Regions from separate parts of the Mus musculus genome. Here regions 2, 3, 4, 5 and 6 are each linked to region 1. The links are chromatin contacts, called in public HiChIP or PLAC-seq, capture Hi-C and promoter capture Hi-C maps. All regions are on one chromosome and are shown on one strand. The core of a region is the stretch at or near the end of the contact, and the rest is flanking DNA. Distances in the headings are between cores, read along the strand shown.

Region 1 (4,072 bases), core at 214-2,713:
CATTTCTCTACTATCTCTGTATAAACCGAAGCCCCAAACCCTCCAAAGGCACAACCCCCACAGGAAGTCAGGCTTCCTCACTGAGATGCCCTCAGATCACCTGCTGCAGGACTGAGGGGCTAAGGCTGAGAGCAATTGCCTCATCAGGGGAATCACAGAGCCCACTTCATTCTGCAGACGTCCTTATGCGGACCTGCTTGTTCATGCCCCTCGGTGTTCAATTATGCCCTGGCTGGTTTTGTGTGTCAGCCTGACACAAGCTAGAGTGTCATCAGAGAGGAAGGAGCTCAGTTGAGGAAATGTCTCCACAAGATCCAGCTGTAAGACGTTTTCTCAATTAGGGAGAGCCCAGCCCATAGTAGGTGGTGCCATCCCTGGGCTAGTGGTCCTGGGTTCTATAATAAAACAGGCTGAGCAAGCCTCAGTGAACAAGCCCGCCAGCAAGCAGCACCCCTCCATGGTCTCTGCATCAGCTCCTGCCTCCAGGTTCCTGTCCTGCCTTCCTCCAGTGATGACCTGGAAATGTAGGTCAAATAAATCCTTTCCTCCCCAACTTGCTTTTTTGGTTATGGTGTTTGTCACAGCAATAGAAACCATAAGACAAACAACAAGGCATCCCCTTCCTTTAGTGGACAAGGGAGCATCGCTCTGCTCCGCTACTATGGCTCTCGTCATCTATATCCCAAGGTCAACAGGGCACATCCTTCAATATTTGGATCAGGGCAAGCTCCTCTCTTAAGCCTCAACTGAGCCGACTAAAACCCCACGGATACGTCTGTAGGGCACCCTCACCCCACCCTACCCTTGCTTAGGATATGCAACCGGCCTCTTCGGGCCACAACTGACATCTCTCAGGTCCGGGGATACGTTCCCGCATCGCCCTACTCGCTGAGCTTTGAGGAGGAACAGGAAGCAGACATACAAGAGCTGGCTGACACTCCTGATCATAACCACCCATATCAGGGAGAGATCTGTGACCATGGTGGAAATCAAAAGCACAGGATCGCTCGAAAACTCTGTATGTGTCTACACGAAATAACCGAGTCCCAGCACCAAGCACGCAGTTACCACACACCATCCCTTACCCTTCTCTCAGAGCTTGGGGTCTTGAGGCCTGTCAGTGCGTAAGCCTCGCTCGGGCCTTCCCTCTCTGGAAGATTTATCAGGAGCCACAATCAACTGACAGCGAGCAAACCCTACTTCCTCGCTGCAGTTCACGTTAACAGTCGCGGGCCCTGCGACTGTCCCCGGCAGCTCCCGCTTCCCCAGCCTCTGAATCCCCAAAGGCCTGGGCTCCCGCGCAGGTTTGCAGGCGTGCTCCCACCCCCACGCATCGCTCCGCGCCGCCACCACCCCACCTCATCCAGGTCCACATAGGGCCCCGCGCCCTCGGGGAACATCTCATCCACTGCGGGTTTCATCTCGACAAGGCGGCGTTGCGCTCACTTCCGGCCAGCCCCTTCTACTTCCGGCGTTCTTCCGAGCACGTCTAGACCTCGGAGGACCGCGCCTCGGTGGCACTCGCTGGCCTGGCTGCAGGGCAGCTCTCTGGGAGCTAAAGAGGGCAGCGGATTAGATGACGGTCTAAGGACCAGCAACACCGCACAGCACGAGTTGTCAGCGGAGAAAGGAGACTCTCCATTTCCCAGCAGAGCTGCAGTTCAAAACCATCCGAATGGCTACTGTTTAGGATTCGCAGGCAGTAATGGATTGGCTAGAAGATGGGGGTATTGGATCCCCGGGTGCTGTTGGGGGTAACAGAAATCCAAAAGTAGTCCACGCTCAGTGATCACTCACAGGGTCACCTCGGCCAAAAGGAGGAAGCAACCCAGTGCACGCAGACAAGATGGGCTTTATCTACACGGTGAGATAGTGTGGAATCCTAAAACTAAGAAGGGATTCCTAAGCTATGGGCATGGAGGACCCTTAAGGATGTTGTTAAGTGAAACGTAAACAAACGCTGTGTACCACTCATAAGTGATCCCTAGAGCAGTCAGACTCATAAATGCAGCAGTGTTGGAGATGGTGGTTGCTCAGTGGACACAGTTTTAGATCTGCAAATCAAAAGTTCTAGAGGTGTGCGGTGGGGTTGGGGGGGAAGGTGTCCATTAAATGACTGGACTGTCCCCTGAGAGGTGGCCAGGGGGATACATGTTAGGGTGCTATATTATACCATGGTTTTTAAAGAATGAATGAAAGAAAAAAGATGGGGAAGGGACAGAGAGGTGTGGATCATTGTCAGAGAGGGCCTGAGATGCTCTGACAGACTAGAATACTCTAGTGAGTCTCCTGGATGTCCCCCTAGGATCCTCTGAGCACCTCCTGATAAAATCCAGGTTTAACAAGTATCCCTGTAGCAAGAAGCCTGAAATCCAGCTGATACCTGCCTGCTCTCCATGTCTGATAGGGCTCTTCACCCTCCACTATCCCCAGACGATGTCCTCTGGTCCTGACTTCAGCAAAGCGTCTGTGTTACCCCTGAGTTATTTCCCATCTACCCCCACCCTGCCCCTTGACTGTCAGTCCCTCTTGCTACTGTGGTTGCGCTGAGTCTCTCCAGCAGTTCAAGGCTTTTGCTCCTGTGCCTCTCCTGATGGTTTTGGATGTTTTCCCTTCCTCTGCGTTCAAAGAGTTGGAGAACTGTTGGTTGGTTGGGTGGGTGGGTGGGTTGGGTAGGATTGGGTTTTTGGTTTGGTTGGGTTTTCCTTTAACAACTTTGAGGTGTCAGGGGCTTGGTTGGGGTGCAGGCTGCTAGAGTGAAAATGGGGATCACAGGTAAGGACAGATCTAGGGAAACCTACTCAGCCAGGATATAATGGGAACTGAGCCTAGACAATCACTCCTACCCCTTAAGCCTGAGTGTACTGTGCCGGGTGTGTAAGAAATAACTGGAGAACCCCAGATGCCAGGTCAATGCCATTCTGAGATACCCACATGAAGGTCAAACTAAGGACACAGAGGCAAGCAGGCAGCCAAGGGGAGCCTCCTGTTAGTTTCTCTTCCTGCTGGTGTGCGGGGCATTTGCCGGTGTGTTCTTGGCTTGCATGTCTTGTGTATGTCAGGGAGGCCTCTTCCTGCTGGTGTGCGGGGCATTTGCCGCTGTGTTCTTGGCTTGCATGTCTTGTGTATGTCAGGGAGGCTCATCACCTGTAACACAGGCTGCCCCAGTGTTATGCCACATGCCTTCATATCCTAACGTAACCAGAGGACTGCCCAGGGAGACTCCCCTTCCCCCAACAGCCTCAGCCTGGAGTCTTCTCCTCAGATATTATAAGTGTGGGCTATGGCTCTCCCTCACAGACAGGGCTCTGGCTACTTGATTCTTGCTACTCCCAGGAACATGCTGAGTACCGAGTGTGGGTGCCAGGCCCCAATGTGACTGCAGTTCACCCGGCAGTCGAGGGAAGGCTGTCTGGCTTGCCTAACTAGGCATGTGGACTTAACAAGTGAAGCTGTCCTGGTGTCTTTCTTTCAGCTTCCTTATCTGGGGCCACCATACCCCACCCCTAGGTCATTGTGAAGATAGAATGACAAAGTGACAGCTAAGACTGAAAGGCCTGATGGACAGTGATTGATGGATAGAAATGATGTATGTCTTAATTAAAGGCATGCCCCATGCTCATCAGAATGAAGCCCAGCTAATTCACAGTGCGGCAGTATACATCGGCTCCTTGAAAGAAACCCACAGGGGCAGTGTGCAGCTTCAGAGAGAGTTTATTGCTCATGTGCTCCACTCCCCCCACCCCCCGTGTCTCTGAACTACCTTCAGCCCCGGGCAGTGCAGCCAGGGAGGCAGAAGACTAGACACTGCTCAATCCTCCTGGTAGGGAACATGGAAGCCTAGGGTGCTCCCCAGAGGAAAGTGTGCAAAGAAGGTTCTGGCCATGTCCTCGATCTGTGGGTAGGCGCCCTGGGTCTGGAAATATTGCACGTAGTTCCAGAAGTCAGAGGTGGAGAAAGGCCAGTAGGGCATAGCTGGTGGCTGTGTGTGGGGATCTGAAAGACAAGACACAGGTAGTCTCGGTGCCTGTCTCATTATCCCCGCTAGAAGAGCATCTTCTATACAGCCAGA
Region 2 (4,067 bases), core at 1,326-3,825, 1.7 Mb before region 1:
CTCTCTCTCTCTGTGTGTGTGTGTGTGTGTGTATGTATGTGTGTGTGTGTATCCAGGCTTGCTGGCTGCCAGCCTAGGTTCCGGGGCAGTAAAAGTCACTGTCTTACAGGAATAAGGTGGAGAGTGATGGAAAAGAGTCCATATGTCTTCTTCTGGCCTCCTCATGCACACTCACATACACATACATGTATATATCACAGAAGCACAATACAAGTGTGTATACACACATACATGTACATGGGGGGATGACTGCTAGATGTAACTGAAGCTGGAGCCCATCCTCTGGAATGTCCATGAGGATGTCATGGAGACAGGCAGTCTACCAAAGGCAAAAGGTCCTGACACGCAGCGTCATTTCGCTGATTGAAATCTGAACTTCAGGAGGGCCATCCTGGTTCAGTACATACTGTCACCTGACCACCCATACATCCTTCACAAGTGGCTGAGGGGAACGAGGAGTCCTTTGTGTCACACCAGTGACTTCTTATCACTTCAAGATTGCTTCATCAGTTTTAAAATTGCTTCTACATTGCATGTACTCTTTGACTCAAATTGAAATTCCGAACTTCATTTTTATTCTAGGGATCATGCTCTGAGTGTGGAAGGATGGCTGCAATCATGTCTGCACCATCTGAGGCACACTAAATACACAGTGTTGATATTCCTTTCTACAGTAAGATTTGTAGCAGAATTATCTTTCGAAAAGAACCTGCCCACCAGTAAACATCAAGCAACCGTGCAGTACATAGCCTACATCATCAGACAGGATGAAACGGATTTCTGCTGGCCTTAGTGAGTGTTTGCCAGGAGCTCATGTGGCGGTGTGCTGTGAATATTGAGTCCAAAGCAACTTGCTGTGTCGAGTTTATTACTAACACCAGGTGCCGGACAGCAGTGAGGCTGTGGGGGGCGGCCTGTTCAGGGTGAGGCTGCCAGAAAGTCATGCTTCTCCTAAGAATCCCAAGTCACACAGCTGCTGCTTAATCACACACACACAACCACATACTCAGTCATATGCACACACACACACATAATCACATACACAGTCATATGCACACACAGAGAGACTCACACACTCAGTCATGCACACATACACAGAGAATCACATAGTTATATGCACACACAGAGAGAGTCACATACTCAGTCATATGCACACACACACACACACACACACATAATCACATACACAGTCATATGCACACACACACACACACACACAATCACATACACAGTCATATGCACACACAGAGAGACTCACACACTCAGTCATGCACACATACACAGAGAATCACATAGTTATATGCACACACAGAGAGAGTCACATACTCAGTCATATGCACACACACACACACACACACACACATAATCACATACACAGTCATATGCACACACACACACACACACACAATCACATACACAGTCATATGCACACACAGAGAGACTCACACACTCAGTCATGCACACATACACAGAGAATCACATAGTCATATGCACACACAGAGAGAGTCACATACTCAGTCATATGCACACACACAATCACATATTCAGTCACACACACACACACACACACACACACACACACACACACACGCGCGCACGCGCGCGCGCGCACACACACACATCTGCAGATGACCCAAAGCATGTCTTCTAAGGTTCCCTTTCCTCTCCTGCTGACAGGGAATAAATGCTACTATCACATCTGTCCACCCTGGAGCTAGTTATTGTTTACGGCCCTGTCTCTATGTTGCAGATGCCAGCACTGAGTTGTAAAAGTTGTCCTCAAAGAGTAGAGGCCTCTCTCTGTAGCTCAGGCTGGCCTGGCTGGAACTCAATACTAAAACAGGTTGGTCTGAAACTTTCAGCAATCCTCCTGCTTCAGCCTCCCAAGTGTTGGGATTTTGGGTGTGAACTAGCACACACTTGGCTAAGTGAATTTTTGTTTGGTTGGTTTTTTAATATAGCCATAGGGAAGGGGTCAGGGTGCTCTTATGCTGCGGCATGGGGGGAGGTTATGTTCTTTCAACATCCAGGGCAGATCTCTGGGTGGAGCTTCTCAGACCACAGACCTACTGGACTGTTTTCAATAGTCAAGGCCTTGGCCGGACTGGGGGGGGGGGGCCGCTTGTGAGTCCATCTGAGGGCCTGGGGGACAGCGACTCCAGCTGGAAACCTGGGCTCACAGTCTCACTAAGAAGTTGGTGACTTTGGGTAGGGCGCTTTTCCTCAGTTTCCCTGTCTGTGAAGCTAAGTAAAGAGTTAAAATGGATATTTGCGGAGGTGCCGTGTTCTCAGAGGATGCGGTTTGCCAGCAGATCCCTCCTATGGGGGACCAGAACCCAGTGGTGGAAATGAGCGCACAACTCCAACGCGTGTTCTGCTCTCAACCGGCTTGGGGACAAGGTGCCTCTGTCCTCCATACCCACTTCAGCGCCTCCCAGGAGGGCCACTGGAGTCCGCTCTGCTCTTGGCCTGTCCAGGCACCCTGGGGTGCACGTCGATCCCGGAGCTGGGCGGGTCAGGAGTAGCCCACGTGATCTGAGCCGCAAGTTGGGCAGGACCGGCGCCACAGCTGCCTGGATCCCCGCACACAGCTCTGTCTAGCTCAGTGCACCCTGACACTGGCCTCGCTCGGTGCCTGGGGTTTCTCTCTCAGGAGCTAAGAGAAAGGAGCAGAGGCCAGGACCCACCGAGCCAGAGCTACAGGCTGGGCATTCCCAGGAGAGAGGCTGGTGAGTGCACCAAGGACCTGGGGCTTGCAGAACTCCCAGAAGAGGGAATCTGGCTCAGGGAGGGTGCAGCGACACCTTACTTCTGAACTCTGGGCTTCTTCTGGATGCCTTAAACACAATGGGCGAAATCCTTGGGGAGCCCATTTGGGGCTAAACAGTTGGTTTTAATTAAAAGCTTCCTTTGAGCTAAAAGCTGGTGCCTTCGGGAGACTTGGACCGGAGCCCAGGGTGAGAGGCTATTTGTACAGAAACTTCCTCTTGGCTGCCCTCTTGGCTTCCTCTTGGCTGTCTTCTGGGAGCAAGAAGAAAGCAGATAGGTGCATGAAGGAGGCACCTGCCCTCCTCCGGACTTAGTGGAATCATGTTGTTGTTGTTGTTGTTGTTGTTGTTGTTGTTGTTGTTGGACCATAGGTCCTCTAGGCCCTCCTTCTTATTATGAAGATGTGAGAGGAAATGTGTTAACACCTCGAGTGTCACCCCACTGTGTCCAAGCCTGGGAGAGAGCTGAGTCTCACAGATGCAGGAAGATTTCACAGAGCACACACCTATGTCCTACTGACCTGAACTAAAAACACAGTTCTTTGCTTTCATCGGAAATGAGTTGGTGCTGTTGTCTGTTCTGTTTCTATGCCACAAGGATTGCTCTTGTTTCCTTCTGAGGGCTTTGAGTAATAACCAGGGTACAAGACTCCCCTAGATACCCAGGGCACAAGTCTCAGGAAAAGGGATGGGCTAAAGACCAGGGGTAGCTGGGCATTGAAGTTGGTGAACCCCTGAGCCTGATGGCTCCCTGGCCCAGATGTGTGTCATTTAACACACACCCATCTCCCAACTGATTACAAGGCCTTAGTAAGACACAGCAACAGCTTTCCTGGCCACGAGCATCACCCCTCCGGGCCCAGGTCTCCAAGGTGTCACTTCTTAGAGCATCACCAGGCAAGGTGGGGAGGTGAGTTCTTCCATCTCACCCAGCATCAGTGCCCCATCTCCAAAGTGGGTACCAGGGCAGGTGCCTCACAGGACTTGGAACCTGGTCCAGGCACAAGCATGAGAAGCTGGTGGGTCATCCTGATGCATTAGTGACTCTGAAAAGCTGCTGAGAACTAGAGGAGGAGGGAGGTTGGAGAGGGACACTGGGGGAGGGGGAGGTCAAGGAGGGGGAACTGGGAGAGGGGGGAGGTAAGGAAAGGGTAAAGAGGACACCAGAGCCTGTAGGCTAATGATACCGTTCCCTTCCTTCAGTATGGATGCAGGACGGCCATGTGTGCTGGCCATGCAGTCAAAGCACCTTTTAGGGCTCACTGTCTTGTTCTTTTCAAAAGCGACTTCTGAAAGAAG
Region 3 (4,277 bases), core at 1,219-3,718, 1.3 Mb before region 1:
GCTCCACAGCACATAAAGCCTACAGGAGCATCCAGATCCCTCAGGAGAGCCCCCAGACCCTCCAGGAGCACTCAGAGCCTGAGGGAGCACTTAGATCCCTCAGATCCCTCCGACCCCTCAGGAGAGCACTCAGATCCTACGGGAGCACCCAGAGCCTTCAGGAGCACTTAGAGTCTGAGAGTACTTGAGCCCCCATGTCTCAGTGTTCTAATGCTGTGAAGAGACACCAGGACCAAATCAATATTTTTTAATGATTTACTTACTTATTTAATGTATATGAGTATACTGTAGCTGTCTTCAAACACACCAGAAGAAGGCATCAGATCCCCTTACAGATGGTTGTGAGCCACCATGTGGTTGCTGAGAATGGAACTCAGGAGAGAACAGCCAGTCCTCATAACTGCTGAGCCATCTCTCCAGCCACAACCAAGGCAATTCTTACAGAAAAAGGCACTTAATTGGGGGATTGCTTCTGGTTTAAGAGGTGCTGGGGCTTATCTGAGCTACATCCTGAGCTGCAGGCCAGAAAGACTGGGCCCAGCATGGGCTTTGAAACCTCAAGTCCACCCTACAAGGCAGCACCTCCTAATCCTTCTAATCCTTTCAAACAGTTCTATTCCCGATGACTAAGCATTCTAATATATGGGCCTATGGCAGCCATTGTTACTTAGACCACCACACCCTAGGAGCACTCAGAGCCCATAGGAGCACTCAAGGCCTACAGAGCTGCTGACTGCAAGACATGGTACCTGGGCCTGGATATGCCTTGGTTTGGGGACTCCTTGATTCTCCCAAGGTCTATCCCTCATTTTCCTCCTTTGTATGTTAGGGACAGTCACGTGATCCGAGTACTGATGGTCCATCCACGTTCAAGGCATACATAGCTAACGACACCACTGCTAGCTGCAGGTACTCTTGAGGCCGCACAGCCAGTCAGCCTCAGGCAGGCTCCCACTGTCTTTGAGTAAAGGGAAGATTTCATGCCCATGACCTCATCAGCCTACAGCCTTCCTTTGAAGAAAGAGGGACACGGAGAAAGCTTGGCTCATTGAACTGCCGGGAAGCTGGGTCAAGGCCATGACATGAGGTCCCAGGAATGAGGATTAGATTTCTGCCATGCAAGAAGGCACAGGGAGGTCACTCGCTGCTCTCCTGCCGGGCCCGACTCACTCAGAATGTTCACTCAGACCCAGGCACCACCACACTCAAGGGTCCCACTTCTGAATCAGAGATGCCACTCCTTTGAGGCTGTGGACCCTATGCTTAGCGCCCTGTGAGCTTTGCCATGCACTCCTGTCCTCCTGAGGACCTTGCTTTCAAACAGGACCCTGCAAACATGCGGGAACCTTTCCTGAATGGCTAGAGCTCTGGGGCTATGCGCCTGAACTGGACCGCGTCATTACCTTGAGCTAGGGTCCAGGAAGCCATGCCAGTACCAGAACTATTTGGATCTGGGCCCTCTGGAAGAACCCATGACATCACTAGGACAGTCCGTTGTTTGGGAAAATAACTACTTTCACATGGCAACAGATCTGGTTGTCAGCGCTCCAGCTGGGGCCCTCACTGTGAACAGAGCAGGGTCACTTGATATCTTAGGGTCATGCTTCCCAAATCAAGTCCCTTCTTTGGACTCCCTCTTCTAGCCTTTAAGGGCACCTGGACGCACACAATTTAAGATTAAAACAAATCAAGCAAGCAAGCAAACAAAGGAAAAAACAAAAAACAAAACAAAACAAAACAAAACAAAAAAAGAAACAAAGAAACCCAGGTGTGCTGCTTTATCTACAGCCAATGTAATGACAGCAGCTCAAGGCAGCTAGGCCTGCCTCTCTGGAGGAGAACCACCCAGAAAAGGCCTCCTCGCAGTTCATCCTTTAGGATTTGCCACATCTGTCCTGGTTGAATGCTCCGTGGTGGGCAGTGGGCAGCAGTCTGAGCTCCATCTGCCTGGCTTAGGACATCAGAGGGATCCGACCTTTCAGCCAGACTGGGTCAGTTCTCTGTAGCTGCTAGTAGCAGACTCCGTAGCTGGAGCCTGAGAGGTGCCAGCTGTGCAGATACATCCGGGGTGGGGAAGAGCAGGGAAACCTTAAAAGTGCTCCAGGTTCCCCAGCTTGAAAAGGAGGAGCCATAAGGGCTGCCATATTCTCAGGTACTCAACTTGTCATTAAGGCCTGGAACCATGAGAAAAGAAGAGACCCGGGGCGGGGGGAGGTCCTAAGAAGACGTGCAGAATGGTGCAGTGGGTGTCCTTAGAGAAAGGGGGGGGTGTCTTAGAAAGCCTCGGGTGCAGGGCTAGGAGAAGAGAAGCTAACCCTGGGCTACAGGCAGCAAAGTGGAGGCGTGCACGGACCGGATCGGGCGCCCGCCTCCTCAGGGTCCCCTGTGCCTGCAGAGCGTGCCCTAGCCGCGAGGGGGCGACGGCAGCGAGGGCGGCGCGCGCGAGGCGGGGGATTCAAGCGCGTTATAAGGCGCCGACCTGACCAGCCGTGCTCTTTACTGCCGCCGCCGCCGCCAGCATGGCCTCGACCCGCCGCCCCGTCGGAGCTCGCACGCTGCTCGCCTGCGCCAGCCTACTCGCCGCCATGGGCCTCGGTGTCCCTGAGTCCGCGGAGCCCGTGGGGACTCATGCACGCCCGCAGCCGCCCGGGGCCGAGCTGCCCGCCCCGCCAGCCAACAGCCCGCCGGTAAGACGCAGCCGCGCCCCACATCTTCCTGTCCCGGGGGGCCCTAAGACGGTGGGGAAGGTGGCACCCCTTGCTGCGCAGTGTCCAACACTGGGGATACGTCGCTCTCAGGGGCTCTGTGAGACCCAGGGTTGGGTGGATGCGTCCTCTGTACCGTGGCTTTGGCGGCAGAACTCCACTAGGCCAGTAGGAGAGATTGGGAAAGGTGTGAAATGCAGTTAACTTGCTCCTCGTGAAACTGGAAGACTGGTGAGAGAGCGGGGCTCCCAGATCTAGTTCCTTTTTGTTAGGTGACTGCGTCTGGGAAAGGAGTGATGTAACCAGGCTCTGCCTGCGATCCCTCCCAAGATCTCCACCTGAACTGCTGGGGTGGAGACGCAGGCTGGGGAGGGTGTGGCTAGAGGCCTGGGGAGGGTGGATTGGTAGCCTTCATTGGAGCTGGTCAGTCCTGTTGGTGAGAGTTCAGGGAAGAATTTCAGGGTCTAGTTGATCGCTCATGCTGTGGGCCAGGCACAAGGAAACCCCAGGCCAGCGCGCTCTTCAGTTCTCAGCACCCCAGGGGCCAACAAAACATCCACTAAGACAGCTGGAGATGGTTACAATACCTCCCTCTGCAAGGCATCCCTGGGTCCTTCCACCATCCCATTTCTGCCTCCTTTGGTGGGAGTAAACATGTCCTTGTTGTCTGAAGCCTCCCCCTGACCCCCAGCCATCAGCCTTCAAAACTTTCATGAGGTCCAGACATAGTCACCAGGAAGTGGGGAGTAGGCTGGACCTTCCCAGTGGAATGTTGGCCTTGAACCCTCTTTGGGAGGGGCAAGGTGTCACCAGTTCCCTGATAGCTGGAACCCAGCTCCCACTCCAACTCCTGGGGCCCCTGACCAACATGGCTCCATGTATTTTCGGTGCTGCCCTCAAGTTGACAGTGGTGCGAGTCTGTACACAGGCCACCGGTCCCCTGGAAGGGTCAGTACACCTGTTCTGACCTATAATGGAAGCACTGCACTGTGAGTGTCCACTGAGGGCATCAGACAGCAAGAAGCATAGAAGCCTCCATCATCCTGACACAGCAGCCTGGCCTGTGACCCACAAGACCCCGGTTTGGGTAGTTTTGAGATCCTGGGTCTTTCTGTCAGACACTGGAGTCTGTGCCCTTGACTTCTTCTAAGGCCTCTTGAATGGTTCATTCCTTTCCTAGCTGGTAGCCCTACATGGAACCCAGACCATTAGAGGCCTATTAACTGTCCTATTTGCCAAAGGCCTCTGCCAGGAAACAAGGCCACTCTCAGAGCTTGAATCCTTGGGCCAGTGTTTTAGAAAGCTGAGAAAAGTAAAGGCCTAGCTAGAGTCATGACATCCGGCTCCTCTGCCCCACTGCTCCCCATGCCCTGTGACCACAGTGGCCCTGAGGCTGGTCTCCCTGACACTTCTGACTGTGGGGAGGGACAAAATGACCTGTTGTCACCCAGTATTCATATATTCATAGTCACCTCCTAAGCAACTGTGGGTTCCAGTGACTGTCAAAGGACGGTGACACTCAAGGAAAAGCAAGAAGATACATCCCAGAGCACCTGCTTTGGAGCCCCACTC
Region 4 (4,223 bases), core at 1,331-3,830, 1.7 Mb before region 1:
TAGGTAGATGAGTGGATGGATGGATTAATCAGTTGACTGAAGGGTGGACAGGCAGGAAGAACACTTTATCCAGCATCTGTGTTTTTGAAATATCTGATGAGAGAGAGAGAGAGAGCCTCCAGGAATGGTATGTGCAGCCTCCTCCCAGAAACTCCACCCTTTGAGCCTAAGGGCATGGCCAGAGTTCAGAATCCTGACTAGGGACCAGGAGGGACACTCCCAAGGGCCATCCATCAACTCCACGGCAAACAGGTCACATCTTTTCCTCAGTGAAGCTCTAGCCCTGTGCCCTACCACCAGAGTCATTGCTGCTCTCCTCCGCAGTAGCCTGCCTGGTGCCACCTCTGCCACCCTAGCCCCTCCATCATCCAACAGCAGAGAGTACAGGTCCCACCCTCGCAGAGCCTCACTCCCTGTCTCCCTTGATTGGACCAACCTTGACTTTTGATGGCCTGTAAATACGTATACCTGTGTTATCAGCAGCTCAGCTTTCTCACTGGGTCATCACGACCACCCTGAAGCTGGATTGCCTTTGGTGAGCTTGCCGTAGTCACTGAAGCCAGCGAGGGAACAGCAGGTGCTCACTATCTCCTGAATGAACCCGGAAGCGGCTCCACAGATTCTAACTGGATCTATGTGTCTTCTGCCCCTGGGGCTCCCATGCCAGTCACACCCTGACGCATGTTGGAAACGTGCCTGGTGTGCTTTCAGAAAGGGAGGCAGGGCTGTTGGCAGGCACTGAAGGACCTTCACGGGTCACCCTGGGGCCAACCCATACATGGCACAAACAAAGCTGTCAAGAGTGCAGCTGCCAGGGCCCTCCAGAGAAGAACAGAGTGGGTAAGTTCTCTGAGCCCACCTGCTCCCAAACAAAGATATCTGCCAAAGCTGAGCAGGAAGTCTGAGGGCCTGGGCATCATCACCAAAGGCCCAGCAGCTTTCCAAGGCAAAGACGTGAAATTCGGGGCTGAAACATGATGGGTTTTTATGCTTGTTAGGACCCCGGGAGGCACCAGCTCGGCCCAGCACTGATGGTGGCAGGATATGCCTCAGGGGTGGTACAGGGGAACTCTGCCTTTGCACCTCCAAAACAACACCAATAGTTGTTGTAAGCCTATAATCCCAGCACTTGGGATGCTTAAGCAGGGGGCTGCCACAAGTTTCAAGCCTTTCTGGGCTACAGAGTAAGACCCTATCTCTAATAACAACAAAACAGCAGCAACAATAACAACAACAATACCTCAGCTTTGATGTAATCTCACACTCTGCCCTAATGGTCATAGCATCAAACACAGTGTCCACGTGCCTGCGTCAGATTTCTACAATTATCTCGCTTTGATAGTTCATTCCCCTATCACTGAATTTTTTTCCTGCTATTAATTATTTTTCTCTGTAATAGATAAGACCACGGCAGATGTGCTCGTGTTGCTTTCTGAGTGACTGTGTGTTGCAAGTTTCCAATAGCAGCCAGGCAGAAGCCTCGACTTGGAGGGAAAGTTGGAGATGTGGTACCTGCCCCCTCTTCTAGAATTTGGATCTTTCTGAAGGCAGTGGTTGCAATTGGGAGTCTCTTCCCATCCTGACTGGGTCCTTCTTCAGCAGTCACAAGCCTGCCTCTCTTCCACCTAAGAAAACACATTCAGGGAAGGAGGAAACCCCAGGAAGCTGCACCCCTTCCTCTTCACCCAGATCCTCCAAGCTGTCCATTCCAGACACCGAACTTCAGAACAACATGGCATTTGACAGCAAGCTGCAGAAGAGAGTTTTTGGAAGAGTCTGCCAAGCTCTCTGCTATTGCTGGAGCCTCTGCAGCCATCTGAAAAGGCTTCCTTACAAGGCACCCACTCACTCACACTCGCCTTTTATGTTCAAAACCCTTAACTGGAACTTTCTGCAAGGAAAATTCAATGTGACCCAAACAAGAACACTATAGGTGCTGAACAAACTCAAGGCGTCTACTGTTTCAGATTCGCCTCTGATTCAGGTCCTGAGAACACAGGGACACACATCTGTATGCACACACACTCACAGCAGACACACACACACACACACATGCTCACAGCACACACACACATACACACACACACACATACACACACACTCACACATGCTCACAGCACACACACACACACACACACACACACACACACACACACACACGCAGCACAACACAATCTAAAAAGGACTCACCTGTTCACTTTAGAAGAGTGCTACAGACCACCATCCCACAGGGCCGCAGGCACCCCTCTCTTCCCCTGGCTGTGCTTCCCCTGGGTGCTGTATGACTCGTCAGGGTCCTGCCAGGGGCGGGGTGGGCAGAGCAGTGCACACTGACTACCAGCAGCCGAGCAAATGAAGTGAGCAGGCCCCCTGCTCCCACCAAGGCCCCAGCCGGCAGGACTCTTCCTGTAAACTCCGGTGCAAAGTCCCCACATGATCATGTGATCAGCTGGGTCAGAGTAAGCTAGAAGTCACACTTGGTGGCTCTCTGCCTCCTCACCGAGCTGCAGCCCTGAATTTCAGCCCTTTCCAGGTCTCACCTGTACCAGAAAGCATCACAGACTTAGAGAACAGCTCTTCTGTTACAGGAGCGAGCGAGCTCACTTCTTAATTTATGTAAACATCTCCAGTTTGAGGCCGCATGCCAGATGGGCAGGGCCGGGGCCAGAGCCTGGGATGGGTGTGCCTTGGAGCAGGTAATTGCCTGGGCAGGGCTGGAGGATCCCCAGAAGGAGAAACTCTAGGCTGAAGAAAGATGGAAATCAGTTCTCCTGTGCTCAGCCACAAGTCCCAGGCAATCGCGTGTTCTCTCTGTGCTCACAACTCACCTGGATTACCAGCTTGTGTTCCCAATGGGGAACTCAGCACCGTTTAAGTGGGGGAGGGGGCAGCTGTCGTGGATTCCCAAGAGGCTTTCCAATGCACCCTGAAGAACCTGTTTCTCTGCAGAGGCCACTGGCCTTCTTCTTGTCACCCTGTCCTCCAGGACGCACACCCTGTCCACACGTCTGGGTGCCCCCACAGCCTTGAAGACCAAGAACCTCATTCTGTTTCTGAACAGGACCCTGATTCCCTGTGCCTAGATTGGCATCCAAGGTGTGGCACCCAGCACCGCTTCTATCCTCCTTGTAGTGGGTAGAGATGTGTGGGCGTGGCCTTTTCGGTTTACACTGGAAATGGTACTGGTACAAAGGTCTCCGGAGTTCAAGGGGACACTGAGATGGGTTGTTGCGGGGGGGGGGGGTTATCAAAGGGGTTTATAAAGAGTTATTAACCCCATGGACAGACAGACAACAGCTCGGGAGCTGTAAGGAGAGGTCAAGTCTCAGAGCTGCAGGGTAACAGGTAGCTCAGTTCGACTGTTGAACATCAGACTGTTGAAACAGCGAGCCCAAAGGAGTGGGCATTCTCCTAGCAATCTTGTACTGGGGAGTACACTGCCTGGGAAGAGATTGCATGCATTTCTAACAGCTTGTCGGACTACCTTACAATGAGACTGAAGTTCTCATGTTGTTATAATGACGGATCCGTGGTGGGCGGGACCACACGTTGTCTGAGACTGATCAGAATAGAGGTGCTTATCCTTGGCCCTCTATTTAAACTCTAATCTCGATTCAGTACCCTGAAGACAGACTTGTGGGTGGCTGGACCTGCCCTTGCAACACATGCACAAGGAGCAATGGAAAGAGCTTTATATGTGCCGAATGTATTAAGTCAACTTACATAAAAACAGTAACAAACGCTGAATCCCACTGAAAGAGTGAGACTCTAGAAGCCGTTTGGTCTGTGAGGCTGGCTGCCTCACCAGTGAGATACAATCCCACTGTAACTGTCTCCCTCTAGAGGGGCAAACAACCCAGTATTTGCTCAGTTCATGAGGCTGGGGACCTCTGCAGTCTCAGGGGAATTGGGGGGTGTTGCAAAACTAGTTGGTTTCTGGAGAACTGTTGGTGTCTAGTCCACATCAGAAGGCTGGAAACACTGGTTCTGACATCAGTGGAGGAATAGCTGCAAGGAGAGGAATCAACTCAGAGGCAAGAGGGAGTTGAGCAAAAGGCCAAAAATCTTCCTACTGCTGTGCCCTTTATATATGGGCTGTGCAGAGGGTGCTGCCCTTGACGGGGGCAGGTCTTCCCACATAGATAAGGCAATCAGGACAGTTCTTCTGAGCTTACACGATGTTCGCAGAACCTTCAGTTCCCCGGGATAGAAGCACTGAGACT
Region 5 (4,469 bases), core at 1,360-3,859, 1.2 Mb after region 1:
TAAGTGTAAGAAACAAAAAGAAAGAAAAGCAATCCAGACAATAAAAAAAAAAAAAAAAAGCATATCTGACAAAGGACAGACATACAAAGTATATTCTCTGCAAATGCAACAATACAACAACACAACACCAGCTAACTTAGCTGGGTGGTGGTGGCACATGCCTTTAATCCCAGCACTCAGGAGGCAGTGGCAGGTAGGATGTCTGTGAGTTCAAGGCCAGACTGGTCTACAGAGTGAGTTCCAGGACAGCCAAGGCTACACTGAGAAACTTCATCTAGGAAAAAAAGAGAAGAAAATGAAAATAGCTAGCACTTAAAAGGCTGAGAAGGAAGGGTTATCGTTACTTAGAGGACACTCTGAGCTACAGAGGGGACCAAGTATCTTAAAAACAAAGACAAAAAACAAAAGGCTGGGGGCTGGAGATGTGGCTCTATGGATAAACTGTTTGCCATATAACAGGAAGACTGGGGTTTGGATTTCTAGTACCCCAGAACCCAGATATAAGCCAGCAGGAAGAAAGACATTTAGGGAGACAGACAGGACCCAGAAGCACAAAGGCCAGTGTATCCCAAAATTATCTCAGCTAGGCATGAGGCCAGCCTGGTCTATAAGGCAAGTTCCAGGATAGTCAGGGCTGTTATGTAGGGAAACCTAGTATCAAAAAAAAAACAAAACCAAAAACCAAACCAAACCAAAAAAAAAAAAAAAAAACTTTTAATAAAACAAAACAAGCCGGGTGTGGTGGTGCACGCCTTTAATCCCAGGCAGAGGCAGGCAGATTTCTGAGTTCAAAGTCAGCCTGGTCTACAAAGTGAGTTCTAGGACAGCCAGGGCTATACAGAGAAACCCTGTCTCGAAAAAACAAAAACAAACAAAACAAAACAAACCTTGCCTCAGCAGTTAAAAGCACTTACTGCTCTTGCCAAGGACCCAGGTTTGGTTCCCAGAACTCACATGACAGCTTACAACTCTCAGTAACTCTAGTTACAGGAGTTGTCTTCCTTGGGCAGCAGGTATGCATGAGGTGCACATACAGGTAGCCATTTATATTACACAAAAACGAATACATATTTTTTATGAGGCCAGCCTGGTCTATAAGGCAAGTTCCAGGATAGTCAGGACTGTTATGTAGGGAAACCTAGTATCAAAAAAACAAAACCAAAAACCAAATCAAAAAAAAAACCTTTTAATAAAACAAAACAAGCCGGATGTGGTTAAATACGATGGTCAAATACGACGATGTTTTATCTCAAATACGGCGATTTTTTATCTCAAATACGACGATTTTTTATCTCAAATACGTCGATTTTTTTATCTCAAATACGGCGTCGAATGGTAGGGTAGAGGAAACCTCCCAAGCTGGCCTCTGGTCTCGACGTGCGGGTGTTTGCACACATGCCACACACAGGTGCTCGCACCCTTGCCACACACAAAAGTGTGCATGTTACAACCGGGGAGCAACGACGCAGGTCTTTACACTTGTTCCCAGCGGTTTGCAGAGAAGAGCAGGTGCACGGAGTGATCCTCTAGTTCCGTTTTCTTTTCCAAGTAGGAATTCAGAAGCTTGCCGATTTCCGTTGATCTTTCTAGAAAGACAAAGATACACTCGACTGAAGTCAGACTCTTCACCTGAAGTCTACAGGGGTTTGCACTTAAGTTCTCTCCTTGCACCTACACCTAACTTTCAACCTCCAGACAGCTTTGGACCATCTCTGAAGCCAAAGAAGTCTCCCCGAGAAAAGGAAGTAATGTACGTGCAAGTCTTGATTTCAAAAGTACTTGTAAGACTTTTGACTGGTTGGTTTGAAAATTAAAATATCCTGCAAAGTGGTTGTTCCAATTCCCAACCTACTTAATTTGTAGGATCAGGGGTTGGTGTCCAGTGTACAGGGCGCAAGGCCAAAAGTCAACCTTATGTTCCCTTTTCAGTACTTTTCCACCTTGTGTTTTCAGAGAGGAGCTTCTACCTGAAGCTCAGTTTTGGCTGAACTGGCTGGCTCACAAGTCCCAGGAACGAGTCCGTCTCACCTCTCCAGCGGTTGGATAAGCAACCGTACTAGGTTTTTTTTTTTTTTAACCTGGGAAACTAAACCCAGGCTCTCATTTCAGCCTGTATTTTATTAACTAAGCCATCTCCACCAGCCGGGCCCTCCCAAATCAATGACCAATGAAGAAAATGTCTTCCAGGCTTGTCTGCTGGCCAATCTGGTGGGGCCAGTTTTCTCAATTGAGGTAGCTTGAGTCAAACTGACATAGACTAGCCAGCACACGCATGCACAATAATAAATAAATAGATGTTCTAAAAGCTTTTAAAGATACTAAGACTACAACCCAAAGAGAGAGTGAGGGAATTCTCCAGGCCCACCCGCGCACCGGGGAAACGCAGCAGCTCCGCTCTGTGGCCCGAGGCGCACAGCGCGGTCACCAGCTTGAGGCCCTGCGTGGTCTTGCCAGCACGGTCCACACCCTCCAGCACGATGAGCGCTCCCCGACGCGACGCCATCGCCCGCACAGCACCGGTCAACTTGCCAGGTTCCCGCCAATGTTAGATGCAGCAGAAGCCCGGCGTGCACGGAAGCCCTGCCCTCTTCCGGTTGGAAAACGAATTCTGTGGCCTGCGGGGAACAGCTTCCGGACGTGACGTAATCTAGGCCCGGGAGTCTGCAGTTTAGCGAGCGCCAACTCGCGGAACTTCCGTTCGCCGCTCCCGAAGAGCACCAATCTTAAGGACTGTGGTTGCGCAGGCTCTGGTCACGTGGAAGTTCGAGACCTGTAACGGAATCAAATTTTTATGCCCCTAAGCGCGCTACTGAAGGGTTCTAAAAGTTTCTTATCACACACACACCTGCGCGCGTACAGGAGCCATGTGATGATCAGGCTCTGAAAGGAGTTAAGGATAGGAACATCGACCCCCAAGATGTACTTTCTGCAGCATTTTCGAACCGCTCAGGAATTTTCCTTGTCGTTTTAGTGTAAGTTGGTGGAAGGAAATGGGTTTATTTGCAGCGTGGGCAGAATTGAAACCACCCCCCCCCCTTTTAAATTCCTTTCCCCCTAGCAGTGTTTTTACAGACAAAATAAAGTCAGGGAAAATACATGAGCAGGAGGCGGGCAAATCTCTGTGAGTCTGAGGCCACTTACATAGTTTCAGGCCAGCCAGGGATACATTGTGAGACCCAGGCTCAAAAACCCAAACAACAGTACTCTAGAGGAAGAGAAAAAAGGATCCGCAGTCAAAGGCTGGGCTGGGTTATGTTTTGCCTAATGAACAAAGATTCCATACCCAGCACAGAATAAATTGGATATAGTGAGTGACATAGCCTATAAACCCAACATTTGGGAGGTAGATCAAGGTTTATGCAAACATTTGAACTAACACCCAAAGAAGTGACACAGATGCCAGACACATATGTAAAAATGTGCAACACAAACATATTGTTAGGAATCATGAATTAAGATAATTTCACCTCTTCGAGAATAGCCCAAATCTACAATTCTAACCCTTCATCATGCTGGTGAGGACGTGGAGCGAAGGAGACTGTCAGTGCAGAGGAGAAGGCAAAAACGGTGTGGAAGATAGCTTGGCTGTTTCTCAAGAAAGCACTCTACTTTTAACATGAAGTCAATATTTACCCAAATGGGTTGGAAACTATGTCTGCACACAAATGATTGTATCAGCTCTAGCCACATTTGCCTAAATATGGAAGCAGCTAAGATGTCCTCCAACACGCAAACTGATAAACTGGTAATTACACAGTGAAATAATTTTGAAGTAAAAAGTGAATTATCAGTTACTTACTAGGACATGGAGGAACCTGAACTGTATAATGATAAATGCAGCCAGTCTGAAAAGACTGTGTACTGTAAAATGCAACTACATGGCATGTTAGCAAAGCAATACTACAGAGACTCTAAAACGTTTATTGGTTACAAGTATGCGTGTGTGTGTGTGCGCGCGCTATTGTAATAGACCAAAAGAATTAAAGGCAGTGAAAAATATTCTTCAGGATGCTATAAGGGGGATACTTAATACTTCTCAGAAATATTAGAGCCCACCAAGAGTGGACTCTGGTAAACCCTGGATTTTAGTTATATTGTTTCATTAACTGTAACAGAGTTGCCGTAGGAATGTAAAATGTATTTTTGCAGGCATCGAGGGGTGCGTGGCTTCTTCACGAAGTGCGAGTCAAAGCAACCGAGGTCCAGCGTGGGCACGCCCCCCTCGGGACCAGACAGCCACAAAGAGCATGGAAGTTAACCGATGCCTGTGAGGGGGTCTCCTTCCGGGAGGCCCCGTCAGCCAGGAGAAACCACAGGCAGCGGGTGTCTGAACAACGCGGGAAGAGCGGCAGGTGTCGGCTGGCAGGTTTGGCGCCAGCACACGTGCAAGCGGAGTCCCCTGCCAGGGCTTGGAATCCGGCTGGGCCAGAGACAGAGCTTCCACATTGCAAACTGCGAACCGAGCACAT
Region 6 (4,674 bases), core at 859-3,358, 1.3 Mb before region 1:
GAAGTTACCAATTTGTGCACAGTGTGGGAAAACAAAGTGTATGATGAAGTCTTCAGACTGTGTTATCAAGCATGCTGGTGTGTACAGTACTGGCCTTGTTATGGTGGGTGCAATATGTGACTTCTGCGAAGCTTGGGTTTGCCATGGGAGGAAGTGTCTTAGCACCCATGCCTGTGCCTGAATGTGAGCAAGGGGTATGGGACCATGGAGGAAGAATATTCAGCTGTTCGTTTTGCCATAATTTTCTCTGTGAAGATGACCAGTTTGAGCATCAAGCCAGCTGCCAAGTTTTAGAAGCAGAAACATTTAAATGTGTTTCCTGCAGTCAACTTGGCCAGCATTCATGTCTCCGCTGTAAGGCTTGTTTCTGTGATGAACATACAAGGAGCAAAGTGTTTAAGCAAGAAAAAGGAAAACAACCTCCTTGCCCTAAATGTGGGCATGAAACACAGGAGACAAAGGATCTTAACATGTCAACACGCTCCTTGAAATTTGGCAGGCAGACTGGAGGAGAAGAAGGGTATGATGCGTCGGACAAGTATGGAGATACTGGATACCATGATGAGGAGGAGGAGGATGAAGCAGAGGATGAAGAGGAAGAAGATGGGAAGGACTCAAATGCTGAGTCATCAGATCTGTTCAGTAACTTGAATTTAGGAAGGACCTATGCCAGTGGCTACGCTCACTACGAGGAGCAGGAGAGCTAGGAGCTGCCCCTTGTTGGCACTTGTGGGAAGAGCAGGCTGAATCTGAGGATGCTCAGACGGACCCTCCCTTGCCTTGTCCAAAAGGCCAGTCACACTGGGCTCGGGAGGTTCTAGCAGTTTATAGGGATGCTATGTGAACTTGCAGTGTATGTAAAGTGAGTTAGATGTATGACAGATGGAGCATCATGGATTGGGTTATTACTGAGTTCAATAATCGGGTGGGTTTTGCCAGCTAGAAACATAATAAAATACACGATAAAGGAATAGAAAGCAAATATATTTATTTGAAATTAAATTACCGTCTTTATTAAAGGCACTGCTTATAAATTCATGTCTCTGATTTTACAAAGTGTAATGGGTAAAATTACCATATTCTTTTTCTTATTTCAATCCATACAATGAGAGTCATGTTCAGTTTTTCACTGACTTCATGCTGGGTAATGTTCACTCTGCATTAGCGGTTGCCATGTTCACCGTTTTCTTACAATGTCTATCCAGTGCTTGTTACTGTCTCACTGACAGACAGAAGTCTAGCTGTTTTCATCCACATAATGGCAGGCAGGACTAGTGTTGCTGATGCTTCACCCAGAGAATCTCATTTTACAATAAAGTTAGCATTATACTTGAAAAATAAAAAATAAAACACACGTTCAGAACTCACTTTGTAGACCAGGCTGGCCTCGAACTCACAGAGATTGGCCAGCTTATGCCTCTGGAGGGCTGGGATGAAAGGCCAGTACTACTACTGTCCTGCTTCACGCCTTTCAATTGTTTAAAAAAAGATTTTTATGTGTATGAGTCTGTTTATGCGTCTGTCTGCACTTACATACGAGCACCATGTGCATGCCTAGTGACTATAACCTTCCATAATTTTAACAGCCCTGCTTAGCTCACCTCTGATCTAGATCGCCTCAAAAGTATCAACACATAACTTCCTAATTTCAGGCAATTAAATCATTCGCGAAGGCGGATGTGGGGTATCCTATGTCCAGCGAGCACTAGCCGCCAACCCTTCCAGGCGCTCAGTCTTGGCTGCTGCGGTGCCTCTCATTGCACCGCGCATCCTAACACTTTTACTTCCATGAACTTTGCGGCGACCGGTGAAGTCACTGGTCCTTCTGTCACTAGTGACAGCCCAGGGAGGTGGGCTCCCAGAGCACGGTGCCAGTAGCTGGAGCACCCAGATGACTCGCCATGAGCGGCGCGCGCTTTGCCGATGACCGGTTAGATAGGACCGGCAGCGCGGTGGCCCTACTAAGGTAGTCTCCAGCTCCGTCCCACTGCCACCTGACCCCACATGACCAATCAACCAGTCAGGGGCGGAGGCAGGGCCCGTGCGGCTCACAGATTGGCCAAAGCGCGAAGCGCAGCCAATGCGGATACTCCGGGACCCGAGGCTCCGCCCATTCAGAGACTTCGGGGCGCTCAGGCTTGGGGTGACCTGCCGGCGATCAGGGGGATGGACGCGGCGCGAAATGGCGCGCTGGGCAGTGTGGAGAGCCTACCCGACAGGTGCGCTCCCTTCAAGGAGCCCGCAGGGCCTAGGGACACCTGGGGGACCTCAGTGAGTGTATGGTGAGGCGGGAGGAAGGGACACGCAGAAGCGTCCGGCCACAGGAACCGGGAGAGAACAGGCTACCGCCCAAGCTGAGGGCAGAAGGGGGCCCACGGGTGACAACTGTGCCGAGTGTGGCCACATCATCCTCCCGCGTTTCGGGCTTCTTCCCAGGGAATGGGCTCTTCCTGGAGGTTGGAACTGGCAGCCGAATCGCGATTATCTGCGTTTTACAAGAATCGCCGCTGCTTAGAGTCTAGGATGGCGTGGCTGTGGGACGGGGGGGAACGGGGGGGGGGGACGGGACTTTGGGGCCCATTTGACCACCCGAAGGTTTAAAGTGGGCTTTGGGGCGGGAACCCTAGGAGCACCAGGACAGTGGGGGAGACCTGCCTTCTCTTGCTGTCCACTGGGCTGTGGGACCTCCTCCCCTGGCGCGCAAGGAACCGGAGGTCCTGGCTCAGCCTTCTCCCACCCAGGAATGTGTTATACCAGAAGCCCCCTCTCCATCCCCATCTCATTTTTTTCTTCTTTCTCTTTTCTCTTTTACCCCCGGTCCCTCCTCCACCTCAGCCCCATAAGGCCTCGATATGTAGTCCAGGCTACTCCTGCCTTCTCCGATATGGTGGAACTTGCCTATAATCCCAACACTGAGGACAGGAGGATTGTGATTTGGAGGCCAGCTTGGATCACACAGTGAGAACCTGTCTCATAAAGGCCTAAGCCTGGTGGCTTGAGCCTATACCAGACGTTTATTAAGCAGTTTCACTTTCTCTAGGAAGCCCGCTAATAACAGAGTCAATCGCTGATAAAATGCAAACCATAAACCAGTTCGGCCAAGCTATAGATGGGAAAACCAGTCACTTGGCAGGCCTATGGGTGTGCAGCACTTTGGGGGCTCTTTATTTCTAGGAAGGAACAGACTTGGGACACAGGCAAAGCCTGCGGCAATGGGAATTCCAGCCCCAGGGTGGTCAGGTAGGTCCACATTACAAAGCCCAGCCTTGCAAGATCAGGTGACTGCGTGGCACTTAAAGCAAAGATAGGAGATGAAAGCTTCTTCCTGCCTGTTCTGCCGTGCTCCCCTGGACATAGTTGGGCAGTGTGTGCTGGCTCACCACTGCATCGGCTTGAACACTGGTTTGATGTAAAACCAAGTGAAATAATGACTGTTTTCAGGCCCGATTGCCTACCATAGAGATTTCCGAAGGTCTGGGACCCTGGTGAGAACACAAGCAGATAACTCTCCTTAGGGAGGGTCTCTGGGGCTTTGAACTCTGTGTCCTGTGGATGAAGTTCCTACATAGGAAGACAAAGCCTGCTTGTTCCTGGAGCTGCTCATCACTTGCTCCCTAGAGAGGACACTAAGCATGTGACTCTTGGGTCAGATGATGAATGGGTCCACAGCGGAAGACAGGGAGGGAGGGAGGGAAGGAAGAGGGCCAGGCTGCGTGCGGCCTACAGTTTCCAATCGAACCCTGGAGCCTCATCCAAACAGATCTGCTGAAGCACAGACTTTAAAAAGTTTAGGTAGAGTGGGGGTGGGGCAAGAAAAACTGAAAATGCAAGTTGCCCCAGGGAGAGACCTGCCCAGTAAAAGCCAGGGAGGGGACAGCCATAGCCCTGGGAAGCCTCCAGCAAAGATGAGTACAAAGCTCCTTCCTAGAGGCAGTTCCTGGAGGACTGGAAGGGGCAGATGGCTCCAAGTTGTTGGGAAATTACCCAGGGGAATGTGGGACTCCCCAGCCATTGGCAGATCCTTCCTCCCTCCCTTCCTGGAGTTGGGCCGCATCTCTGGCCTCCAGCCATCAGTCAGCCTCATGCTAGGGGAGATTATGGCCATCTTGTATGGGGCAGCTACTGGGTGACTGGAAACCATGGTGTCTCCCATCAGGAGGGAGAACATGGAGAGCTGAGGTCTAATAGCCTACCTGGGCCTTCACTCTAGATGCAGAAGACCCTCACTGTGGTCCCCCAAAAGAGTATTGCTGCTATACTCTGCCTCCCCAAACTTTACAGGCTATTCTCTCTTCCAGGAAGGTCTATATGGACTATAATGCCACCACACCTCTAGAGCCCGAAGTCATCCAGGCTGTGACAGAGGCCATGAAGGAAGCCTGGGGAAACCCCAGCAGCTCCTATGTGTCAGGTAATCTAGAAGAATCCATGACAATAAAGGGAACCAGAAGCCTCTTAGAGAAAGTGTATACTAACCTGACTTGGTGGCATGTGCCTTTAATCCCAGCACTCAGAGGCAGACTGCTCTCAGAGTTCAAAGCCAGCCTGGTCTACAAAGTGAGTTCCTGGACAGCCAGGGCTACCTAAACTGAGAATCCGTGTCTCAAATAAAAAACAAACAAAAATGGGTGGGGGTATATAAAGTGTATGCTTACATGAGATGGTTTTGTTTGG

The links. Promoter capture Hi-C pulls out the DNA fragments that hold promoters and counts their contacts. HiChIP or PLAC-seq counts read pairs in DNA pulled down with a chosen protein or histone mark. Capture Hi-C pulls out chosen DNA fragments and counts their contacts.
Region 2: a promoter capture Hi-C map of liver shows a contact between it and region 1, with 4 times the contacts expected there. The contact joins the promoter of Mlph here to the promoter of Cops9 in region 1. A contact is called at or near these places in 5 of 39 promoter capture datasets (embryonic stem cells, hippocampal neurons, liver and 1 more).
Region 3: a capture Hi-C map of macrophages shows a contact between it and region 1, with 4 times the contacts expected there. The contact joins the promoter of Erfe here to the promoter of Cops9 in region 1. A contact is called at or near these places in 8 of 39 promoter capture datasets (embryonic stem cells, frontonasal cranial neural crest, hippocampal neurons and 4 more), 1 of 115 datasets of contacts at active chromatin or transcription factors (astrocytes) and 2 of 9 other capture datasets (liver and macrophages).
Region 4: a contact with region 1 is called in a promoter capture Hi-C map of embryonic stem cells, with 4 times the contacts expected there. The contact joins the promoter of Rab17 here to the promoter of Cops9 in region 1. A contact is called at or near these places in 1 of 39 promoter capture datasets (embryonic stem cells) and 1 of 9 other capture datasets (liver).
Region 5: a contact with region 1 is called in a promoter capture Hi-C map of pre-B cells, with 4 times the contacts expected there. The contact joins the promoter of Dtymk here to the promoter of Cops9 in region 1.
Region 6: a contact with region 1 is called in an HNF4G HiChIP or PLAC-seq map of pancreatic cancer cells. The contact joins the promoter of Scly here to the promoter of Cops9 in region 1. A contact is called at or near these places in 5 of 39 promoter capture datasets (embryonic stem cells, liver, pre-B cells and 1 more) and 2 of 115 datasets of contacts at active chromatin or transcription factors (double positive thymocytes and pancreatic cancer cells).

Annotation. Positions count from the first base shown.
Region 1 is chr1:92,640,522-92,644,593 of GRCm38.p6, forward strand. It overlaps Cops9 (COP9 signalosome subunit 9), which reads right to left and starts at 1,464. Exons shown (of 3, transcript NM_001163425.1): 1 at 1,359-1,464. The coding sequence starts at 1,421. It overlaps Otos (otospiralin), which reads right to left. Exons shown (of 5, transcript NM_153114.2): 5 at 3,697-3,996. The coding sequence ends at 3,812.
Region 2 is chr1:90,912,525-90,916,591 of GRCm38.p6, forward strand. Mlph (melanophilin) reads left to right here and starts at 2,576. Exons shown (of 16, transcript NM_053015.3): 1 at 2,576-2,729.
Region 3 is chr1:91,363,962-91,368,238 of GRCm38.p6, forward strand. Erfe (erythroferrone) reads left to right here and starts at 2,469. Exons shown (of 8, transcript NM_173395.2): 1 at 2,469-2,687. The coding sequence starts at 2,520.
Region 4 is chr1:90,967,040-90,971,262 of GRCm38.p6, forward strand. It overlaps Rab17 (RAB17, member RAS oncogene family), which reads right to left and starts at 2,581. Exons shown (of 6, transcript NM_008998.4): 1 at 2,191-2,581.
Region 5 is chr1:93,799,325-93,803,793 of GRCm38.p6, forward strand. It overlaps Dtymk (deoxythymidylate kinase), which reads right to left and starts at 2,610. Exons shown (of 5, transcript NM_001105667.1): 1 at 2,374-2,610; 2 at 1,478-1,586. The coding sequence starts at 2,503.
Region 6 is chr1:91,296,230-91,300,903 of GRCm38.p6, forward strand. It overlaps Scly (selenocysteine lyase), which reads left to right and starts at 2,109. Exons shown (of 12, transcript NM_016717.3): 1 at 2,109-2,219; 2 at 4,299-4,411. The coding sequence starts at 2,167. It also overlaps the pseudogene Gm7785.